Regions from separate parts of the Mus musculus genome. Here all the other regions are linked to region 2. Evidence: chromatin contacts called from public HiChIP or PLAC-seq data. All regions are on one chromosome and are shown on one strand. The core of a region is the stretch at or near the end of the contact, and the rest is flanking DNA. Distances in the headings are between cores, read along the strand shown. Region 1 has its middle 59 kb from the start of Gm40948. Region 2 overlaps Sema4d (sema domain, immunoglobulin domain (Ig), transmembrane domain (TM) and short cytoplasmic domain, (semaphorin) 4D). Region 3 has its middle 14 kb from the start of Gm40948.

Region 1 (3,161 bases), core at 583-3,082, 260 kb before region 2:
CTTCTGATTCCTCGAAAGATGGCTGTTGGGGTCCCATAAAAGGCACACATTGGCCCTCTCCACCACAGCATATCCCGACAGCCTCAAAGATGCTGTGTAGCTATGGTGATGGAGCAGCCTTCCCTACTTTCAGAGGACATAGAAATGCATCTCCACAGAATGACTGTCTTTAAGAAACGATCTCCCACAGTGATGGACAAGCAGGATCCAGTGCCCCGCCCACCAACACAGCCCTGTCCACCAACACAGCTTAACTGCAGTACTTGTCTGTCTCTTCTTGCTTTCTCTCCCATGGCCACTCTTAAGTGAAGGTCACACTCTTGAGATGACCCTGCCCAGGAAAGAACATCTCCCCTCTGCAATCTCCTGAGGTTGCTTTCATGTTTTCTGTAAGATTCACATCCAGATTCTTTTAAAGGGAGAGAATTCACTCATGCTTTCAAGGTGGCCTCTGAATTATTGCTGAATACCCTCTCTGCTAACAGCTGCTGGCAGTATGATAGGATTCCTTCTCGGGGCATGCAGTAGGCAATTGCTAGCATATTGCTTCACCATGCACAAAGTCTATCCTGTGGAGATGCCCATCAACTGTCCAGCTGCCTGCTTTGCAAGTCCCTGCCATATGGCATTCCGCCCTGGGTAACTGACTCTACAGTCATACCATGTGGCCAAAGCCACTCCCCTGGACCACACTCAGTCTGGCCAGACACTCCAACAGTCACTGTGCTGGCAGGCTGTGCATCAGGTGCGTGGTCCGCAGTGATCTCAGCCTGAGCCACCCCTATGTGAGGTCCCATGCATGACAAGTGTGGCTCAGCAGTTCCCCGAGCACCAGGCCCAGGTGACGAGGCTTTTCTGTCTACCCACTAATTGCCATTTTCTCTGAGCTCTGTCTGGCCGCAACTCCAAAATTCCATTCTAACAGACTGCATCGTGTCCCCAAGCAAGGAGTCATCCCTCACTGTCTGCAGTGTTTGAGATCGGGTAACACAGACACATAGATCAAGGCTCTTCACAGTCCTCTGTAAGTGGTGAGGTCAGAGCCTGCTGCTCGGCTGCTGGTCCGTGGACCTTTGTATTGTGTGGTGTAGACAGCCACAGGTGGTGCATGGGACGAGACTCTGGGCTAGCAAATGCTCACAAGATTTTCCTTTCCTGGGTCTTCAGAAGTCTGCAAGACCCAAGGCTGACAGCACAAGCCCAAGAAACGATGGATGACTTCTTCCTGGCTGATTTCTACTTGCCTCAGAGAGCCCCACGTGGGCTGTGGGGCCGCCGGCTGTGGGGCTGCCGGCTGCGGGAACCACCCAGCAAGCATTAATCAGCGCTGCAGATTGCCCTCCAAGGACACACTGTACTACAAGGAGAGAGCTTTGAACTTCAGCTGCCACAGCTGGGGGGAACTTGATAGTGGGAAGTAATAAAGAGCCATCGGAGGGAGGTCGTTGGCTGAGGGTAGGGGTGCTCCCTGGGAGACGGAAACGGAAACGGAAGCACCGGCATCTAGCCATTTTTGTTTTGTTTGTTTTGTTTCTGCCTGCATCACCAGCTTTTTAGATGGGCAGAAAGCAGAGATCTGAGGACAGGAATCCAGGCCCAGACTATATAGTAAAGAAAGCACTCTGCTCCACAGAGGACTTTGAGCCATGACAGGCTGCTCTCTCTCGGGAAGGGGCACTCTACTCTGAGGGACACTCTACTCAGAAAGGGGCCTTCTGAGGCTGGACAGCAAGGAGGGAACTTGTGGAATTCCCAAGGTTCACCTGACTCAGCTCCTTGGAGAGGCCTCCGAGGGAACAAGTCATTGAATTGAAGCCTGTGGTCTGCTGAGCTCTTGGAGGCTTTGGGCCAGCTGGCACTCTGCATTGTGGGTGTGGCCTTCACAAAGCCATGTCTTCCTAAGTGCTAGGGCAGGGGCAAACAGCAGCAAGCCCTGCCTTCCTCTTTCCCCAAAAGTAGTCCATAAAGAGATAAGGCAAAGCAAAGGTGGGTGAAGAAGTTCTGGGGCCGAGAAGGGCAGCCCACACAGGAAGGCAGCTCTGCAGGAAGAAAGGAGACTCTAGTAGGTACGGTCATCTCCGTGATGAACTGAGAAACAAGTAATACAAGTTCCTGGCCCTAAACACCAGCAACTCACAGAAGCCTCTGGGACATCTCTGTGTATTTATTATCAATATGAACCTTTTGAACCTTGACAGACTCAAAGTAAGTCTACAAGAGCTATTTTAAAGGACACACTATGTGACCGCAACCCCTCATACAAGGTGTGTCTTCTTAGTCAGGATCCCACGACATCTGGGTCAACGAAGAACATGCCAAGGACCTAGGGAGACGGCTCAGTCAGTAAAGTCCCTACCTCACAAGCGTAAGGCTCTGGGTTTGGTGCTCAGATGCTATGTAGAAAGCAGGGCTTGGTGGTCCATGCCTATAATCCCACCACCAAGAAGGCTGAGACAGATGAGTCCCTGAGGTTCGCTGAACAACCAGATTAGCCTAACAGGGAAGTTCCAGGTCTATCAGAGATCCCTGGGAGACGGAAAGGGAAGCGCTGGCATCTAGTCCTCAAAAGTGGAGGAATGACACCCAAGGTTGACCTCTAGCCTCTGTGTGTACTCATGCATGTGTGTACACACATGCACACAAACACACACACACACACACACACCAGAGAGGCGTTGGCTTCATGGGCATTCAGCAAAGGATTTATGCTTTAAAGGTGCCTCTGTTTCAGATGCCAGTTTGGAACTCAGGGCTCCTCAGGCCACCTGCACTTGTGACAAGCTGACTGCAAGGTCAAGTTCTTACACTGTCCCCAGCCTGGTCATGACACAAAATGCAGGGAGCACCGTGCAACCCTCATAGTCTGTCATGCAGGGCACAACCCAAATGAAGTCTCAGAGTCTCAGAGCGTGTTGCAGGAAATATTAAAGAAAAGAACCTGCCAACTCTCTGGGGCTGGCCCCCACACCAGATGATCACACTCGGTCGCACTTGCATGGTCTCTTGGCCCACCAACTCTCTGGCCCTGCAAGGTCACAGGGCTTCTGCCAGGCCAGTTCTAGGATGGGTGTGTGTGTGTGTGTGTGTGCATGTTCCTCTCGCTTCCATGCATTGCCCCACACACCCCTGGTTAGCCATCTCAATACCTAATTACCCAGTAG
Region 2 (2,860 bases), core at 66-2,565:
AACACAGGGATCTGGGAGGTACTCTTTCAGTAGCAGGATATATGGCAGGAACTTCCCGACTGTGTTGGGAGGTCTCTGGGCCATCCCCATCCCTGGCCCTGGTGATCCCTGTCCACCTAGAAGTGGTAATGACACCTTGTTTATTCCTCATGTAGTTAATGACACCAAACTGTCAACATCTCTGATTTGCCCTCTACAGTTTTATGCTCTGGTTAGGGGCTGTGCAGGTTCCAGGAGACCTTATGAAAGGTGGCCCTGGCATTTTCTGCCTGCTGTTTCTGTGTCTTTTGTGTATTGCATAGTAAAACCTTTCCTGCTTTGATTTTTTTTCTTTTTTTTTAAGCCCACAAGTTCGAGTAGTCTTGGTTTCATCCCTCCCTATCCTCTGCTTAAAATGGTTGACTGTGTGCTAACACTGGCCTTTCTTAACGTGTGGTTCTAGTTCAGGGCATGCATTGGAAATGTGCTAAAATGTCATTCTTTTTTAAAGCTTTTTTAAATGTTTCCTTGTTTGTGCATCACAACATGCATGTGGAAGTCAGAGGACAGCTTGTGAGAGTCAGTTTTCTCTTCCCATTTGTGGGTCCCAGGAATCAAACTCAGAATGTCATGGGGGGGGGGGGCGGGTGGGGAGGGAGGGAGGAAGCACCTTTACTCACTGAGTCATCTCCTTGACCTAAAATGCCATTTTGTATTTATCTATTTACTTGCTTATTTATTTAATGTTTATGGGTACACTGTCACTGTCTTTAGACACACCAGAAGAGGGCATCGGATGCCATTACAGATGGTTGTGAGCCACCATGTGGATGCTGGGAATTGACCTTAGGACCTCTGGAAGAGTAGTCAGTGCTCTTAACCTCTGAGCCATTTCTCCAGCCTCAAAATGTTATCTTTCACAGCCTGCCCCACTCCACACACGCTGATTCTCCTAGTTTGCGCTGGGGACACTCTGCTGCTCTGCTTCCTGGCTAGCTCTGAGAAAATAAGTCAGGGCGGGGCAGACACTGCCAGCACCTTCCTGTTCTTGGTGGCAGTTGCCCTGTGTGGTTCACCTGGCAGATGTGCTGATGTGCCGCACATGACAGCAGACTGCTCTCTTGGGCAGTACTGTTCCTGAGTCTCATGCGCATATGTTAGTGTGTGCGTGTCTGATTCACTTGGGTTCTGCTCATCCCCCCTTTCCAATTCTTGTTTCAGACCCTGGTAACACCACAGGAACACAGCCAAGTCCTGAATACCGACATGTCTGACAGTGCTGATCCCTAGGTGAGTAACCAAATCCACTGCCAAGGAAGATTCCTTGGGAGGTGGCCCCATGAGTCAGCAGTCCGTCTGGTCTATAGCTGGCCCCGTGGTGCGATTAGAGAACCTAGAAAAGCCTGTCTGGGTGAGGGATGGGGGCATTGAAGGTTCCGCGTGGATGGAGGGAGAATGGCTGCCAGCAAGATGCTTCTGGGTAAAGCATATTGAGATGGTGAATTGCTCACTTTTCTGTTGAATTCCCAACAACAGCAACTTAAGGAAGGAGGGAAGGGTTCATTCTGGCTCAGTTTAGGACAAAGCCTGCAGGGGCAGGTGGACAGCAGGAGCTTGAGACCTCGGATCTGGCCACATCTGCAGTGCAGAAGCCGAGGGAAACAATGTTGCACTTCAGCTGGCCTTCTCTTTATTCAGCCGGGAACCCCACCCCACAGGATAGAACAACCCATACTCAGGGCTGGTCTTTCAGCCTCAGTTGAACCTCTCTGGAAACATCCTCACAGACATACCCACCAGTGCGTGCTTCCGTAGGACTCTAAATCCCATCTGTTGACAAGGGAAATTTACCATCAAAACACCTGAGTCAGCACCAGCTTCCGGGCAAGACAGGAGGGAGCTGGGGTTGAGTCCTGGCATGAGTTATCTACCCTTATACTGCTCCACCTAAAAAAATCCCCTGGGATTTCAGGAGCATGCACTGCGTCTCTGAAGGTAGCCTGTCTCCCTCCCGAGAGAGCTTCCTTGCTTCTCTCCAGTGCTCCCAGCTACTGTGTGACCATGGAGTATTTAAGTCTGTGGAGATGACATGCCAGCCCTTCATGGACACTCACTACACTAGTGTGACTGGACTGGTGAACAGGCTGTTGTATATGGGCCCTGTTGCAAGGGCAGTAGCTATGCCATCCCGTCTCAGTAGCTCCCGGAGAGTATTGGTACTCTTTTTGACATGTGTGAGGAGGAAACTCCATATGGTGAAGGCAGCATCCCCAGCCATTTTCTCAGGAGTGTCTCCAGCTTTGTCTGTGACCTCCTCCCTACCAATTCGAGTCTCCTGTCACTGCTTGCCCCATCCCAGGTCCCCCAAGTGCCTGCCACTTCCTGGCTGACCAAATCATGGATGCGGAGCAGCCAGTCAAACCCCACATCTTCCTCCACAGCAGGGGCCTAGAGGCTCTGACTGAAGGTTTATAGGAACACACCTGCATTCAGTGGGCTTTCTTAACGTGGCTTTTGTCTCCCGCCATATCTCAAGTGTCTGAGTCTTGTCTGGAAGCCCCATTCGTTGGGTTGGCCGGCTGTTAGCACAGCACTTGGGCTTGTGGCTCGGAGGCTTGTCCAAGCGTCTGCTTTCACATCATGGATATAGTCGAGCCCTTATCTGCTGTTCCACTGTGTGCATGTTTGTTCCCTGAAATCAACAAGGAGAAAGAACACAGCACAGTGAAGCATTTGAAAACAGGACAGAGGGCTTACACTAGCACAGCTTAGTCCTATCGCTAACTGTTCTCGAAATCTCAGTGTGTCTAATTTTTAGAAAGGAATTTGCCCTGGGTTTCTGTGTGCTTGAAAAAGCATGGAGCACCCTCCACGCTGTCTG
Region 3 (3,175 bases), core at 447-2,946, 310 kb before region 2:
CCGAGTGGGCGGTACCCTCAGGCAGTCCAGAGAGAGAGGTCTGAGAACCAAGGGTGGGTGCCTGCCTACATGCCTTCACTCTGAGGTGAAGGCGTCCATTCTGTTGCTGGGCTACCACTATCAGAACCCAGTTTTTCAGAACTTCTGCTGTAGGCTGAAGACCAGCAACTCTCCAGAGACCCACTAGTCTAGTGATTCTCAACCTGTAGATCGTGACCCCTTTGGGCACTACATATTCGGTATCCCGCACATCTGAGATTTACTAGCAATAATACATCTATGAAGTAGCAATGAAATAATTTCATGATTGCGGGTCACCACAACACGAAGAACTGTATCAAAGGCTCACACCCTGCAGCATTAGGAAAGTTGAGAACCACTGCTCCAGACCTTCAGTCCCAGACTAAGACTGTGGAGGCATGGTCGATGGATTAAACAGCTGCCTGGTTCCCCAGCTCTCCAAGCATACAGGCAGCCATTGTTGACCTATCTGGCCTCTACCCTGTAAGTCAATCTAGTAAATTCTCTTTTCTTTTTCTTTTTCTTTTTCTTTTTCTTTTTCTTTTCCTTTTTCTTTTTCTCTTTCTCTTTCTTTTTCTTTCTTTTTCTTTTTTCTTTTGCTTTCTTTCTTTTCTTTCTTTCTTTCTTTTGCTTTTTCCTTTTCCTTTTCTTTTTCTTTCTTTCTTTCTTTCTTTTTTCTTTTTTCTTTTTTCTCTTTTTTTGACATAGGGTTTCTCTGTATAGCCCTGGCTGTCCTGGAACTCATGCTGTAGACCAGGCTGGCCTCGAACTCAGAAATCTGCCTGCCTCTGCCTCCCAAGTGCTGGGATTAAAGGCGTGTGCCACCAATGCCCAGTGTAAACTCTCTTTTAATATGCATCTGTTGTGTACGTTCTGTTCCAGAGTTGGAAAGAAATCAATCATCAAATCCCACAGCCTTCCCCTGAAGCCTCAGGATGCTAGGATTCCCTCCCTCTGGAGACACAGGGTTTGCTAGTTAGTCATAGCATGTGCTTGACACTTAGAGGACAGACAGTTTATGTTGGCATTTAGTCTAGGCTCCGCCCCACAGTTACCTGGCAACAGCCAAGTGTGCCTGACTCACTATAAAAGGGCTTGCCCCCTCCTCTCTCTCTTGCTCTCTTGATCCTGCTCCCCCTCTCTCCCCATTCCCCTCCCCCCTCCACGTGCTCATGGCCAACCTCTTTCCTCCTCCTTCTCCTCATCTTCCTCTTCCTCCTCCTTCTTCTTCCTCTCTCTCTCTCCCTCTCTCTCTCCCTCCCTCCCTTTCTCTCAACTCCCCTCCCCATGCCCTGAACAAACTCTATTCTATACTATATTGGTCGCGTGACTGGTACCTCAGAGGGAAGGGATGCCTCAGCATGGGCCCTCAGAAGCACCACCTTCCCCCACACTATATCAGACCTCCACCAAACAGATTCCTTCCTTCTCATTTTTTTTTTTATAAAACACAACACCTTGGGCCTCCAGTGGCCCCTCTGTGTCTCTACAAATAGCAATTGATTGATCTAGGGCATGCAGGGAAGAAACCAATTCTGGTGAGAAACGAAGAACTCCCTGGCTGCTATGGCCTCAAATGCCAGCTAGCTTCTCAGATCAATACAGGCTTCAACCACAGTGTAAATCCAAACAGACCAGAGGTGAGGGAGGTCATGTTCACGTCCTCACAGAAGCTTAGCAGTCCGAGGCCAGGAAACAGGGTCATGTACGCCCAGACTTGAGGACCAGCACAAACAGGATGTGAAACAGGGCATGCTCAAATATGGATGGATGTCTGGCTCCTGGCTTGTTCTTTCATTTAGTTATCACCCAGGCCTTCTGCTGGAAGGCACCAGCAAGTATTTAGCCTGGGCCAACTCACTGTGTGGAGGCAGATGGTCAACTTCGAGAGTCAATTGTTCAGGATGCCACCACCTTGTTTTTGGAAATAGCATCTCTCACTGGCCTGAACCTCACTGATTTGATTAGACTGGCTGAATAGCCAGGCCCAGGAATCCAACTGTCTCTGCCTCCCTAGTGATGGGATTAAAGGCATAAGCCGGCCACCTCTCAGACTGTAAGAATCGGAGGACACACATGTCTAGTCTGCTCCTGTGGGTTCAAGGGATGAACCCAAGGGTCTCAGAACACACAAGAGAAGCCAGGCCTTCTGCAGTAGCAGGCATGACCTATGCTATGATCATGGGTTATAGGAACTCAAATTCTCACGTTTGCAGGGTTGGCCCTTCACCTACTGAGACATTGTCCCACCTTTAGCACTGGCCTTTCTGAGCAGCCTGCTTCCACACTATTTTTTTTTTTTTACTCTCTACTGTGTCGGAGGATTCAAGATGGTACTTCCATCCAGAATGTTCCTGAGAGATGTGGTCCAGCGTACAGTGACAGTGAGGAACCTTGTGTCCCTGTATGTGGACAAGTTGGCAGTCTCTCCCTCATGCATTCTGCTAATGAATAACTGTTTGCTAAGTAAAGTGGCTTTCAAAGGGTGTTCCTGAGGGAGATAGCGGGTGTTTGTCATGCAAGTTGGAGAGGAGGGCATGGGGTAGGCAGGTTCTGCCATAACAGCTGTGTTCTAGAGAAATGGGGGTGACAACCAGCTCTGGGGAATTCTAGGGAAAATAAAACAGACCCAAGTAAGTGTTCACACTTGCCAAGGCAAACATTTGATTCTCTGGAAATGCAATGCCTCGGGTCAGCACCCAGACAGAGCTGGAATTTACTCTCAGGGGCCCGCGTACTCACTTCACTCAGGGCAGAGTCTCTTCTTGTTCACCATAGCCATGCCCTCATTCCTGAAGCTTCCACGAGATGGAGGATTACTTGGTCCTCAAGGAAGCCTAGTGGCACTGGCTTTAAAGATGAGGATACTAAGGTCCAGAGCTGTGCAGGCACGGCTGGGTGTGGAAGGGGACAGGGTGGGGGTGGTGGGGAAACAGGAAACAGGAAGAAACAGGACCCAGGACTCAACCAGTATCACTTGCTCAGCTCCATGTTGTTCTGAGAAGCCAGCACCTAGTCCAAGAGTACACCAGCTGGGCTTCCTGTCTAACTATACCACACCCATGACACTGGGACCCTCTCTGAGGTCATGTAGAAGCCACCTTGTGCAGGCATAGCATAGGTCATACCTGCTACTGCAGAAGGCCTGGTTTCT

What was found. HiChIP or PLAC-seq counts read pairs in DNA pulled down with a chosen protein or histone mark.
Region 1: an HNF4G HiChIP or PLAC-seq map of pancreatic cancer cells shows a contact between it and region 2. The contact joins two enhancer-like sites. A contact is called at or near these places in 3 of 115 datasets of contacts at active chromatin or transcription factors (effector CD8 T cells, memory CD8 T cells and pancreatic cancer cells) and 1 of 9 other capture datasets (liver).
Region 3: a contact with region 2 is called in an HNF4G HiChIP or PLAC-seq map of pancreatic cancer cells. The contact joins two enhancer-like sites. A contact is called at or near these places in 2 of 115 datasets of contacts at active chromatin or transcription factors (memory CD8 T cells and pancreatic cancer cells) and 1 of 9 other capture datasets (liver).

The regions. Positions count from the first base shown.
Region 1 is chr13:52,023,167-52,026,327 of GRCm38.p6, reverse strand. No RefSeq gene overlaps it. Among named protein-coding and RNA genes, the nearest start is that of Gm40948, 59 kb to the left of the region's middle. Within about 2 kb of position 1,832, at least 153 of the 459 cell types and tissues checked have an H3K27ac peak or open chromatin away from gene starts, as enhancers often do. A contact at or near this core is called in pancreatic cancer cells, where this site is marked.
Region 2 is chr13:51,761,661-51,764,520 of GRCm38.p6, reverse strand. It overlaps Sema4d (sema domain, immunoglobulin domain (Ig), transmembrane domain (TM) and short cytoplasmic domain, (semaphorin) 4D), which reads left to right. Exons shown (of 16, transcript NM_013660.5): 2 at 1,201-1,269. Among named protein-coding and RNA genes, the nearest start is that of Sema4d, 31 kb to the left of the region's middle. Within about 2 kb of position 1,315, at least 72 of the 459 cell types and tissues checked have an H3K27ac peak or open chromatin away from gene starts, as enhancers often do. A contact at or near this core is called in pancreatic cancer cells, where this site is marked.
Region 3 is chr13:52,067,787-52,070,961 of GRCm38.p6, reverse strand. No RefSeq gene overlaps it. Among named protein-coding and RNA genes, the nearest start is that of Gm40948, 14 kb to the left of the region's middle. Within about 2 kb of position 1,696, at least 20 of the 459 cell types and tissues checked have an H3K27ac peak or open chromatin away from gene starts, as enhancers often do. A contact at or near this core is called in pancreatic cancer cells, where this site is marked.